Linked DNA regions of Mus musculus: region 1 is linked to region 2. Evidence: chromatin contacts called from public Hi-C data. All regions are on one chromosome and are shown on one strand. Each heading gives the region's core, a stretch centred on a gene start, on an enhancer-like site or on the middle of the called end of the contact. The rest is flanking DNA. Distances are from core to core; before and after follow the strand shown.

Region 1 (6,315 bases), core at 865-3,364, 310 kb before region 2:
TTTCTACATTATGGAAACACATGTCTGTCAGTGTAAGTGAGTTTGTCTCCAATGGTCTTCAGTAAAGAAAATGCAAAGCAATCAGGGACCTCTAAGGCACTCTGAAACTTGTCAACTTTCTTTGTGTCACGTGTGTTGAACAAGGCCTTAGGTCAATGTCAGGGAAGCCATGAGAAAGTGAATAGTTACTAAATCAAAGTGGCTTTTTTTTTTTAACAGACAGCTGTGAGACTTGTCTGAGACTCCTGACCCCAGCTCCTGATCATGAGGATGGAGCCATCTGCAAAGTCATTGCTGAGAGCCCAATAAACAGTGTCACACATTACTGGTTTTAGAAGGACCAATTTCATGGGACAGTTGCTGAGAAAGGCAGTTGCTATATGCTTGTACTAGAAACCTCGGTATTTTCACATCATTTAAACGCTACATAAATGTGGGCATAGAGGGACTCCTGAGTGTTTGACACAGCAGAGCTGATGGCATGAACACAAGATGGGCCTCACTCAAGAGTTTACTTGAGGAGCCTAGACCTCTGCACCCAAGAAGTCTAGGGATCTTGGCAACAACTTTGAAATCATCTAAATAAAAAATGATGGTTATAATAATTCTAAAAGCACTAGTGGTCAAGTTCATTGCTTGTTGGAACTCATAAGAGGCATACACAGAATTTAGACAGACCAGACTAGCTCCAAACTATTCATCCCACTTTATCTAATGGTTTTTTCAGCCCCTCCCCCAGCCTTCTCAGTCTGGGCTTGATTTTTCTTTATACAACCTTCTTCCCACAGAGGCTTCTTTTTCTTGGCACCTCAAACTTCATTTGTATTGCAAGTCTTGTCCACACAGAGACCTTCTGAGATAACAGCTACTTCCTTGGTCTCATCTTATTTGTATCCATCTATTTGGATACCATATTCATTTCATCCCTAGTTTTGAGCTTACCTCTTAGCTTGTGTTTTTTTTTTTTTTTTCTATTCTTTACTGTAATAATGGGGTCTGGTTCAGTGCAATACATAAGCTTGCTGTTTCTTCTTCTTCTTCTTCTTCTTCTTCTTCTTCTTCTTCTTCTTCTTCTTCTTCTTCTTCTTCTTCTTCTTCTTCTTCTTCTTCAAAAAAAAAAAAAAAAAAAAAATGCCGGTTGCCTGTAAGGCATCCAGACTCACCCTCCTCAACCCTCTCCCCGAGGTAAAGCTAGTGCAGAAAATGAGCAGAAGAGTCCAGGTTTCTTTTCTTGGTCCCTTTTCAGTCAGATGCTGCTCCAAACATAAAAGGTGAAAGACTGGGGGGACAGCAAGATTGTCCAAAGAAAAGTCTCAAGTGTGATTTTATCAACTCCATAAATCCAACTGCTTGCCATGAACCTGTTGACCTTTTGGAATGAACTAAGCTCTTGGACTGGCATCCAGACTGAGATAGTGGAAACATTCCTATCTGGGGCTGAGGGTAAAACTGAGGAGACAGCTATGGTGCCAAGTGTGTGTGTGTGTGTGTGTGTGTGGGGGGGGGGGGGGGTTGGGTTGGGCAGGTTCCGAGGAAGACAATTTCCTGGGAACTCCAGTGCTATGCTTCCCAAGAGTGACAATGTCCACCGTGCAGAGGAAGCTCCAGCTGGTTAGTCAGTGGCATATTACTATGGCAGCACGTGGGGGGAGGTGCCGGGGGAGTATCCTAGGCTAGGTGCCGGTCTTTGAGTCTGTTAGCCTTTCTGGGGTGATTTGGCCAGTGAGCTTTTCAAGAGTACTAACCTATAAACGTGGTTCTAGCCTGGGGAGCTGGGCGTCGCTCTACATCCCCTCACCTCTCCTTGTGCCCTTTGCGGGGAAGGTGGTATGTCCACTCAGACTCGCACCCGCTTTCATCTGCAGCCTGCCGATTTTGCAGGGCATCTTACGGGGGGCTTGGGACCCTGGTCCAGTAAGGAGGGCCCGGGAGGAGTCACCCGTGCCCCAGACTTTCTGTACAGCGGGGTGGCGCACTCAGCGCGCGCGTTGGAAAGGTTCATTTTAAGAGTTTCAGGGCCTCGGTTTGGTGATCCGATCGGGTGACAACTTTCATCCCAGAGCCTCTCTTGTGACCCGGCGGCCTCAAGCGGACACCAGAGGGCGCCGCTTTAATGTGCTTCAGCCCGGGATCCTCGAAGGGGGCGCAGAAGTAGAGTCGGGCTAGGGATCCAGTTCTCTGTAACCTGATGGGCGCGATCCGATAATCTGCGGGACCCCTCTGGGAGCATCCTTTTTGTTTTTCCGCCTTGGGCGCGTAAAGCGGGGTGTAGGGCACCCCGAGGCCAGGTCCCCTGTTCCCACTTTGCAAGATCAACTACAGGAGCTCATACCGGGTCTTTTCACTACCTGAGGGTTCCTTGCAGAGCTGTCAGGGTGAGAAAGGAGGAGAGGTCCCTGACTGAAGCCTCGCCCCCTCTAACTGCTAAGGAACATGCCTGCAGGCGTTGAACCGAGAGCGACTAATTAATTTCCCAGCACTTGTGCAGAATACTTTAGAATGGAAAAAATGAAGGTTTTCGATGAAAATGAAGCTTGATGGTGTGCACCTGCCACTAATGCACGATGCACCGTAACTTCCCTCATTAGAGAGATGGCTTGGGTTGAGAACAAGTCATATAGTGAAAATCACTTCAACACGTGCCTGTTCATATGCATAAACTCCTGTGTACCAGATGGCAAAATATAATGACATCTTAAACAGCTAATTGCATAAACCTTGTAATGCAGATAATTGCTGTACCAAAGTAGGAGTTAATAATTTCCCACTGTATTGCCTGGCTTCAGAGTAATCCTTAAGGAAAGTTGTGACAATTCTAACACACTAAAGTTCACCAAGCGGTAATTAAAACTAGCACTTATATCATTTGACTTTCAAACCCTTAATTATGTTTTGGAAGAACTGCTATGTGGAAACCCAGAAGTTGTAGATGATTATAACATTTGATGCCTGTGATTCGTCCGTTTTCCTTTGCAGGTCTCATGTGGCATAAGATTAGAGAAGCCATTGGGGATATGTTATATTCTCCAAAATGATTCCCAGAGTGGAAGGCCTGCATTTTGGTGCGTGATTGGTTAATTCCCACCCCCAGTAGATCTGTGGATTATTGCCAATGTGTACTTATTCAAGGGGCCACTTCAATGATAACTTTACCGTTACATTACATTTACATTAAACATTACAGCCTTACCATGTGACTGACACCTTTAAAAACACTTTGCAGGTATCTCATCTAATCCTCGACACAACTATCACAAATGTACCCTGACTACTGTCCTTCTTCGATGAGGGAACCCAGATAAGGACTAGTAAATTATTTCCTCAAAGTCACTGATCTGAAGACACCACAAACCACAGAATCCACACTGTTTACCATTATTTTTAACGGTCCCATTATTTACAATAGGACCTGAGCATTTCAACATTCCCATTTTATTTTCTAATAGTATTTAGAAATAAAATTCGTATGTAATAATTGAATTATTAATGCAACTTGGCAGGTAAATATCTTTGTTGAATTTAATTTCTCATCTATTTCCATGATACTTCCCCATGGAAAATAATCTGTGGTTTATACAAAGTGGTTGTCCATTAGTAAACAACCAAGAAGAGCACACCCATAGAACTAGATTTTCATTTTCCTAAAACATAGTTTAAAAGATAGATATACCTTAGTGTTTTTATCTCTCCATTTGACAAAGAATAAAATTAGCTTATGGTATATTAAAAAAGCACATACAATAACACACCCAGAACACAATGCTCCGTACAAGACACACACAGTGTTGTCTTTTCTCTCTTTATGTTGATATTATAGATTTTCTCTTTTTGTCGTTTTGAGCAGATAAGATGAGGGATGCCAGCTGTCTCCTCAGCATGCAGCCACCCTTGGAGACTCCCTTCTGTGAGTTATGTGCCCATCTCCTCCACAGTTGCTCCTACATTAAGTCCTTAATTTAGAGGGAGGAATTTCAGCTTTGAGGTCAGGAGCTCAGCACGCTTATTCTTTTTCCACTATGACTTTGCAGAGTGACCTTGGATAAGACACTCGATGGCCATGAAATTCAGCTTCTTTACCCAAAACACAAAAGCCCTGGCTTGTCACACATGTCCCTCCTAGTTCCGTCCTTCTGGGATGTTATGCAGCTGTTTCTCATCTAACTTTTTTTATTTTAAAATGGGAATAAGACTACTAGGTTGCACTCTCAGTAATACAAGGAAGAATCTGAGATGTTTGGCTCAACCAGAAAAATGTCTGTAGGGAAAAGACTTAATTTAGGAAGCATTTCTTTGATAGCTGTTATTTTCTGGTGTAGCACTCAAGGAATAAAGGGAAATGTGACATAATCCTTGACATCAGCAGTTTCTGATATAGCTAGTGACAGGCAGAGGAGTATAACTATGCAGTGGCACGATGGCGGCCATGATACGTAGCATATTATGAAGTAGAAACATGTTATTTACATGGTGGGGCAATTTCATGGCAGAGGTGACACCTGAGCTGCATTTTGAAGGACAAGTCAGAGCTGGTACACCGTGGGTCCATGGAATATGGGAAATAGGAAAACGTAGCTACCTGGGAGTAAGGAAGAAATCAGGTGACCATCAATATAAGGAACAAAGGAGAGAGCCTAGGTAGAAAAGACAGACATAGGGCTAATCTTGCAAGGCTTTGTTGCAGGGTTTGGACTATACTATGAATTTAATGGGATTAGAATGAAAGATTGACTGTCTTAGACTTCATTATTACAGTAATTATGGAACCATCTGGAATGCAGAAAGTTTTAAACTTGTTCATAGTGTCTGCTTTTTACTTGAGAGAATATCTAAGAGATACCTTATCTAAGAGAATTCTTGCTTTGTTCACCAGAGGGTTGGAAGTCAGTGCTCACCTCTGGCATTGTTCAAGAAACCAAGTTTTATGTGAGTATATTCTCTAATTGCTTGTTCTAGGACCCTAAAGTCTTCAAGATCATGCTTCCTCATCTTTCACATCCAAAAGGTTGGGGGCAGGAATCGAAGCTATAATCATTGCACAAGCCAGTGCACAAAACTCCACTTGAAAATTCTATGCTTTAAAAACATTTTAATGATGAATCTTATCTATTTTGGTTTGAGATTAAGTGCTCACAGAAGCTCTGGTGTTTGTCAGTAAACAGCATCCCTTCCACCAGTAGAAACATGCATTGGAAATACTCTCTGGAGAACAACTTGGCCATATATGGAATGTTCTCTATGTTCTGTCCAGCAATTCTGGTTCAGGGAATGTGTCGTTTTTGGTCTTGGGGATCAAGTGTCAAGCCTTGTACACATATCAGCTACACTACTTCTTCATAAAATTATGTGTCTAGGAATTTATCTTGCGGAAATAACCAAAGCATTCAAGGGCAGTCAACCCTTCATCTGTGGGGTTTCCATTTGCATATTTAACCAAGAGAGGATCCAAAAAGTGAGAAGTGTACAAACACATATGGGGTCTTCTCTTGCTAACTTCCCGTCAACAAAGCAATGTGACATTTGACCTTGTATTTTCTAATGTTTAAATGTAGGAATGTGGTACTTTCATAACCACAAAAAAGTAAGAGAAACATGTAATGATTATCAATACTAAAAAGCAGAAACTATGAAGCAATCTTTTAGACCCATCTTACAGTTGATGACAATATCGTCTTTGCTGTATCTTGCTGGGGACAAGGAAAGTTGATATAAAAATAAAATATTATTTATGTAAGACTTAGGAGAATGAGCAAGGTTGCAAAAACAAAACAAAACAAAGCAACAATAACAACAACAACAACCACCAGTTATCAGGCCAGAGGTGAGTATCTGCATCTCCTTTTCTGTTAGAAGTATTTGACATCTAGAGAATGTGGCTGAGAGGTTGGTGGGAAGACAGAAATTGGAAGGTGCCTCAGAGTGTATAAATGCTGAGTATACAGGTGAACTAGAAATAGATGCCACAAAGGCTAAAGTCAGTTTTGAATTATCTTCAAATTGGATTGAAATGTTTATGGCTTGAGGGCAGAGATAAATGTGAATATTCCTGGAGGAAGATAGCATCATCCTAGATTTCAAATCTATCCTATCAACAAACACTCAAATGTAGCAACTGTTGCTTAATAACAAAAAGGAGAAATAACTAGACACACAAGGAAACAAGATCATAGGAGTGACATGGAAAACCCCACAGAGAACCAAAACAGACCATGTAGGCTTTAGATATAGAGATAATATGACACAACCTTCAATTTAATACTCCTCACATATGCAGAAGAAAGGCACCCAGATTAAAGAAGTCTAGGGATGTTGAAAGGA
Region 2 (6,293 bases), core at 1,672-4,171:
TACACCCCGGAGACCCTAAGAAGTTAAATAAGGAAGGTCCAAGTGAGGATACTTAAAGTCCTGTGGAATGTCAGATTCATGATTATACTGCTCAGGTTAGTTGGGATTTTTTTTTCCATGTATTACTTGTTTTTCTTCACTTTTCAGTTTTCTTCTCTGCCTTTTGGTAACCTAAGAGGGGAGAGATCCTGCTCCCTGGGTGTGTGTACACATATGGAGGGGATTTCACCAAAGGTGTTTATAGAACAATTGGCTTGCACACTTTTCCTATTAATGACAGCTTCTGAGAAGCTACAATTTAACTAGTGCTGCTGACAACTTCTAAGACTTGGACCATGGCCATCAATACATATTGACCATTTAAAAATATTTTTTGTCTAAATGAGAATAGCATGCCTTTTAAAGGTGTATATCCTCCTAATTGACAAGCTCCCACTATTCCTGTGTTGTAGTGATTAATGAACCAGCAATATCAATGGAGATGAATAGGTGGAACCCATATCCACTGGATCCTAGGGCATCATCTCTTGTCTTGTAACCTACTTCAGACTTACAGTTTGCTTAAATGCTATGAACACAAGATAGCTCCCCACATCCTTGGGTCTTCTTGCAGTACTTGCTAATAGGTCTTCATTGAGCAATATCTGTATGTGTCTTCATAGTAAGTTAAATGTCCTTTCTTTTCCAGAAGCGTCTCTGGAACTCTCCCTTTAAACCTGGCTAGAAAAAGTTACCCCTTCTTCTGTGCTTGTTCAAAATGAGTACTAACTTCGAACATAAGGATTATGTGAGAGTGTGTGACATGTGTGTTCCTAAACTTCTGTAAATGTAATTTAAGAATAGCAACTGTTTTGAAGTGGGCACTTGGTAAAATTAATGTCAGTGTGAAGGATTGAATTCTTGTTCTCTGAGTGGAGGAACTCTACAATTTGATCACTCTCTGATCCTCACAAGTATTCCAGACTGTGGCAACACAATGGCCATTTATATCTTTGCTCTCAGATAAGACAGAGTTTTGGCCAGATGCCTAACAATAGGGTGGACATAAATTAGCAGTAGAGCAATTTACAGTCTGCCATGTCTTATTGCTTAATGAATTTGTCAAAAATCATATTACTCTGAGAATTATGGCAGGCAGGGTCCATGAGACTTCTGTCTTTAAGAGGGAGATTATTTTACTTCATTTAAGCAAAACTGTCCCCTTTCCTTTTTCTGATGCAGACAGCAAAATCTCTGAGCTTGTCTGCTTATTTATCAAATCTCTGTTGAGCTTCCTTTGCATTCGAAGTATCAGGATGACCTTGGCCAGTTTGCAAATCTCCAATTCCAGTCTACACCTGCTGTTAGAGCCAAATAGGATTGGGGAGCCCATCTTAAACTCTTGATTCTGTGCTAATATGACATCATGGATTTCTGGCTTATGTTCAACTTAGACTTTGTTACTTATTTTTCAAATAAAGCTAAAGCCTTGTTCTTCCCAGGCACAACTGCTTTAGCTCAGCCCTGGTTTCTCCCCAGTCTTTCTTCCTTCTGTTTTCTTTTATTATCCATTCATTTGCTGCTCAAACCTCTCCCAGTCTTTATTATGTCCTGCTTCTGAGGCTGAATGTCACCTTTAAAAGATGGTCATTCACAAGGTAAGACACCAGATGATTAGTTTTTTTTTCTTTGAACATTACTTTCTTCATTTGCAAAATGGAATTAATAAGCACTAACTCATGTAGCAAGTATGGAAAGTAACATGCCTAGCTTTCATCTAACCTTCTGTCCATCCAAAACTCACTCAGTCATTTGCAAACATTACTATAGTAGCTCACATGAACCAGGCCCAATGGTTGGCATTTGGAATCCATCACTGAACTCTAGACACTGTTGTCAAAGAGTTCAGATTCTATTGGAATGGGCAAAATAAAAGACAACTCAAAATGGATATGCAAGTGAGTGTGGTGATGGAGAGAGACATTGTCTGACTAGGAGACCGTTTCACAGCCATCTTCACAGTACTTAAGAATGTGTGGGAGGGCCACTGGGACTCTGCTCCTGAGTAGACAGCTGCTTTTGGATTTGAAGGAAAACTGATGATGGGCTGCAGGTGGGAGTGACAGACCAACCATAGCAGGGCATTAGCAGCAATGATTACTATTGTTTCCATCACTATCTTCTCTTTCAGTTTCTTTCTCATGCCCTCACCTATTTGGTTTTACCTTCAGACTTCTATTTTGTACCTTGTTCATCTTACAGTTTTAGAGGGATGGGACTTGTAACTATAGATCAGCTGGTAGCCACTTAAAACATTGTAGGTTTGTTTTTTTTAATATTTTCAGTTGCACTGGAGATCAAACCCAGGGCTGGCATATGTGAGTCAAATGCACTACCACTGATCTATTATCCTAAACCCCAGTTGGACTTTTTTAACCCCATGATTTACTTGAGAGAACATTTCCCAGTGGCTCCCTGGACATATGGAAGAGCTGTGGCTAGTTTGCAAACTGATGAGGGCTGTCCCAGTGAGATGGCACATGTCACAAGGCAGTTCCCTGGCCAATTTTCTGAGCTGTCTGGTTGGCCAAGTGGAAGCAGGCCAGCTACTCACAGTTAACTGTGATTCTGCCCTCCAACCCCCGACCATTTCATTTCAATCTCTTTGTTCCAAGCAACTGAAGAGCTAATGGCTGGCGAATTTATGATGACCTGTTGTTTGGCTTGTGGAATAAACCAATTCTTTTCCTTTCTGCGTTCTGACTTTCCCCTTTGTCTGCAATTTTATTTTATAATTCTTTTTGTACATATCCAACACATGCTGAGGTTATTGAAAAGCACAAATTACACAGAATTCAATTTGCATATCTATGGAGCATCCATTCCCAGAGTCCTCAGTAGGCAAAATGCCCATTGACTCTTACCTTCTTTCCTTTGCTCCTCCTTGGCAAGAAAACCAGCAGGCTGCCCCTTGCTGGTCTTGGCAGTCCTAGCAAATGGTCGTCAGGAGTGGTTCCGACAATTTTGCAACACAGGACAGCAGGCTGCACTTTGCAAAGTTACAGTCAGGTCAAGTCCCCCAGGAGCCTGAGAGGACAAGGTCAAGGAAGAAAGGCCAAACAACAACATCTTGAGACCAGTTTAGCACTGCTACTGCTGAGAAAGTTCAGACAGAGCTAACAGCATTAGGTATGAATCCTAATGCTGTTATTTGCTGAGTATTTGCTTTTATTTACTTTTCATTGAACTTCTTGAGATGGTTTTAGGTTCACATGAAGTTATAAAAACGAATGCAGAGGCCCAGGTATGATGGCATATGTCTATAATCCATGCTACATTGAGAGTGGGGAGCTGTCTCAGGAGTATTGCTATTTCAAGCTCAGCTTACACAGTAACTTCAAGGCCAACCTGAACTCTATGGCAAGACTACTTAAAAATAACAGTAAAGACATAATACAGAAGTTTAGGGACTGTCCATCCATCATTTGTTCTCAGGTTTTACCATTATTGTCTCATGTAACGGAGGTTGGCCTTGAAATAGTTATGTAACAAAGAATGACTGTAAAGTTCTAATCTTCCTACTTCTCCTTCCTGAATTCCTATAGTCCAGGTATACATCATAACATCTGATTTTACATAGCACTGATAATGTACAGGGCTTTGCACATTAGACAAGAATTCTAAGAACTGAGAAACACCACCAGACCACTTCTCATAGTGTTTTATAAGTTATTAAAATAGAACCCTGTAGTAGGCCTTGTACTAATTATATTTTTATATTTTTCTGGTATTCAGTGTCTTGCTGTTGGAAAGTTCCTTTCCTGTTTCTTTATTTTCCATTTCTTTCCCAACTTGTTTCTTTCCTCTTTCCCTTCCTTGGTTTTCTATCCATAAAGAAATGTGCACTGAATGTGTTCATAGGAGGTCTTTGCAGTTGTCTTTGATCATTTCCCAAGAGACCATTCCTTAGGAGTGAACATTTAGGGATGTATAGGCTTTATGGGTTTTGATAAAACACAAGCCATATTATTAAGAAGCAAAAGACGATTTCCATCAAGTTCTAGGAGACTGGGATGTATAGCATTGGCTATAGTCAGTAATCCCTGGGTGGTGGGATGTCTGTTAGATCCCTTATGCTCAATAACTCAAAAAGATGTAACCTATCCCTGGGTCTGGGGTGTTGTTTTGTTAGCATTTGATGTTTAGTTGAGATTTTATTGTCTCTCCATTATGTGTTGATTCCATTTAAATTCCCGTCGTACATGTATTTATTTTAGGAAACTTCTATAGTAGTGGATTTCTATATGACTTTTCAAAAGTCTTTAGTATTAGTTGTCCCTTTCCATATTACCCACTTCACCCTTCCATCTCATCCCCCTTTCCATTTTCCTTTATCATTTTCTACACTATATTCTATTTTTCATTATTTGGAATATACTCTCTCCCTCCCTGGATTCTTACAGCTACACAATCTCTGTGGATACTCTGGATAAAGCTTGAAACCTAATATTCCCACAAAAGGGAAACATGTAATATTTGTCTTTCTGAATCTGTGTTACAGTATTTAAGATGATTGTTTTTACATCTATATACTTACCTACAAATTTCCTTTTTCTTACCAGCTGAATAGTATTCCATTGTTTAAATGTATTTTATTTTCAATATATACTTATCAATGAAAGGTTATCTAGGGTAAGACCTAGCTAGTATTCAGAGGGGAATTGCCCCTCCCTACTATTTAAATAGAATATCAATATGTAATCTCAGCTGACTTTTACTAAGATCTATTCCTACTTCAGAATCATGAGTCCTAGGATTATAGGCCTATGCTATAATGCCTGATTATCAAAATGTAGACTTTTGGGATGCATAATAGATTTACCAAATTAAGATCTTTTTAGGTTCGTACCTAAACAACCAGTACTTCTAATCCACAGTGAGGCTTGAGAATCAGTCATGATTGAGTTTTAATTAAACTTGTGTTACTATGTGTTGACAGGACAATATGTCTAAAAAATAAAGAAATCTTCATGTGAAGTTAATTTGACCAATCAAGAAACAGATCCCCCACACTATTGAAGTCACTCTTGAGTAACTCGCTGTAAGGTTGTATAAATATTGAAGTGCACACAGAAAAGGGTAAACAGTTTTCATGGTGATTAGTATAGTTTAAGGAACTATGATATCACTACTTGAAACAGAAGGATAAACAGATGAATGAGTTGCTGAGATGAGATACCAAGATTTCCTTCTTAACTTCCCCCTGCAGGACCTGGCAGCACAGCTTGAAGACTTGGGGTAGAGAAACTCTTATGCTTAGAGAATTTCATCTCTAAGATGTCTGTGAGTAATATCTCCAGCATGAGAGATATTGGGAGATGGTGCATATTTCAACAGTCAGATTGTAGTTCTTTGATTTTGTCAGTTAGATAGCTACATGGTGCTAGAGAATTCTTAATAGAGACAACTAATGGTTAGAGTTTCACCTTGTTCATCATCTTCTTCGTCATTAGTCGTAGTGTTGGGTGGATAGCAAGATGAATCTGAGTCTTGACTCTATTATTCATTTCATGGTTGAAGTGAGTACTATTCATTTTGCTTCTATTTGAAACTAATCAGTTTGCTTCTTCTCATATATGCCATGGACATTGTAGTTGAGTAATAATTAAACATATGGTAATTATAAAGGATTGAGGCATACATGCTAGTGTTCAACAAATGCTTTTCTCTTACGTTTTATGAGTATCATGGCTGAGAATTTGGTGTGGTTTTCCAGGTACTCTTAGAAGATGCTACCGTTCTTCATTAACTTGTATTCAATGAACAATGAACAGGATAGATATGAGGTGATTTTTACTTTGTTAGATAAAGGATATATTGTCCTATTTATTTTCTAGTATATTTTGGTGGGCAAGGTTTTATGAAACTTCTATAATAGTAGCGGGGAAAGTTTGTTCTCTTTCTTCTTGGGAAAGAGTAGGGCCTTTCTACTGTGGATTTCTCCTCTACTTAGCAATAGCAGCTATCACCAGGTCACAAGTTCCCTAGCTAAACCTGCTGTTACTGAACTTGTTACAGAGATCTTGATTTTGGTACTTTGTGTTTGGCTCTTATATTAGTGGTTATTCTCCAGCTTATCAACACAGGTATTAAAACTGACTTTGTATGCACATTATTTTTATAGGAGTTCTAGTGCTCTATAGTACAGAAAGGTGATTATAGTTTATAATAGAGTACATTTATAAATAACTAAAACAATTCTTAAAGCCATGACTTTTCGGGTCATATGATTTTTCAGCAAGTTTAAAGTACCA

What was found. A called contact is a pair of places that touch in the nucleus more often than the background predicts.
Region 1: a Hi-C map of cerebellum shows a contact between it and region 2, with 3 times the contacts expected there. The contact joins two enhancer-like sites. A contact is called at or near these places in 2 of 484 Hi-C or Micro-C datasets (cerebellar granule neurons and cerebellum).

Annotation. Positions count from the first base shown.
Region 1 is chr4:97,741,775-97,748,089 of GRCm38.p6, reverse strand. It overlaps a transcript of Nfia not described here. Among named protein-coding and RNA genes, the nearest start is that of Gm38709, 32 kb to the left of the region's middle. Within about 2 kb of position 2,114, at least 43 of the 459 cell types and tissues checked have an H3K27ac peak or open chromatin away from gene starts, as enhancers often do. A contact at or near this core is called in cerebellum, where this site is marked.
Region 2 is chr4:97,436,124-97,442,416 of GRCm38.p6, reverse strand. No RefSeq gene overlaps it. Among named protein-coding and RNA genes, the nearest start is that of Gm40207, 23 kb to the right of the region's middle. Within about 2 kb of position 2,921, at least 13 of the 459 cell types and tissues checked have an H3K27ac peak or open chromatin away from gene starts, as enhancers often do. A contact at or near this core is called in cerebellum, where this site is marked.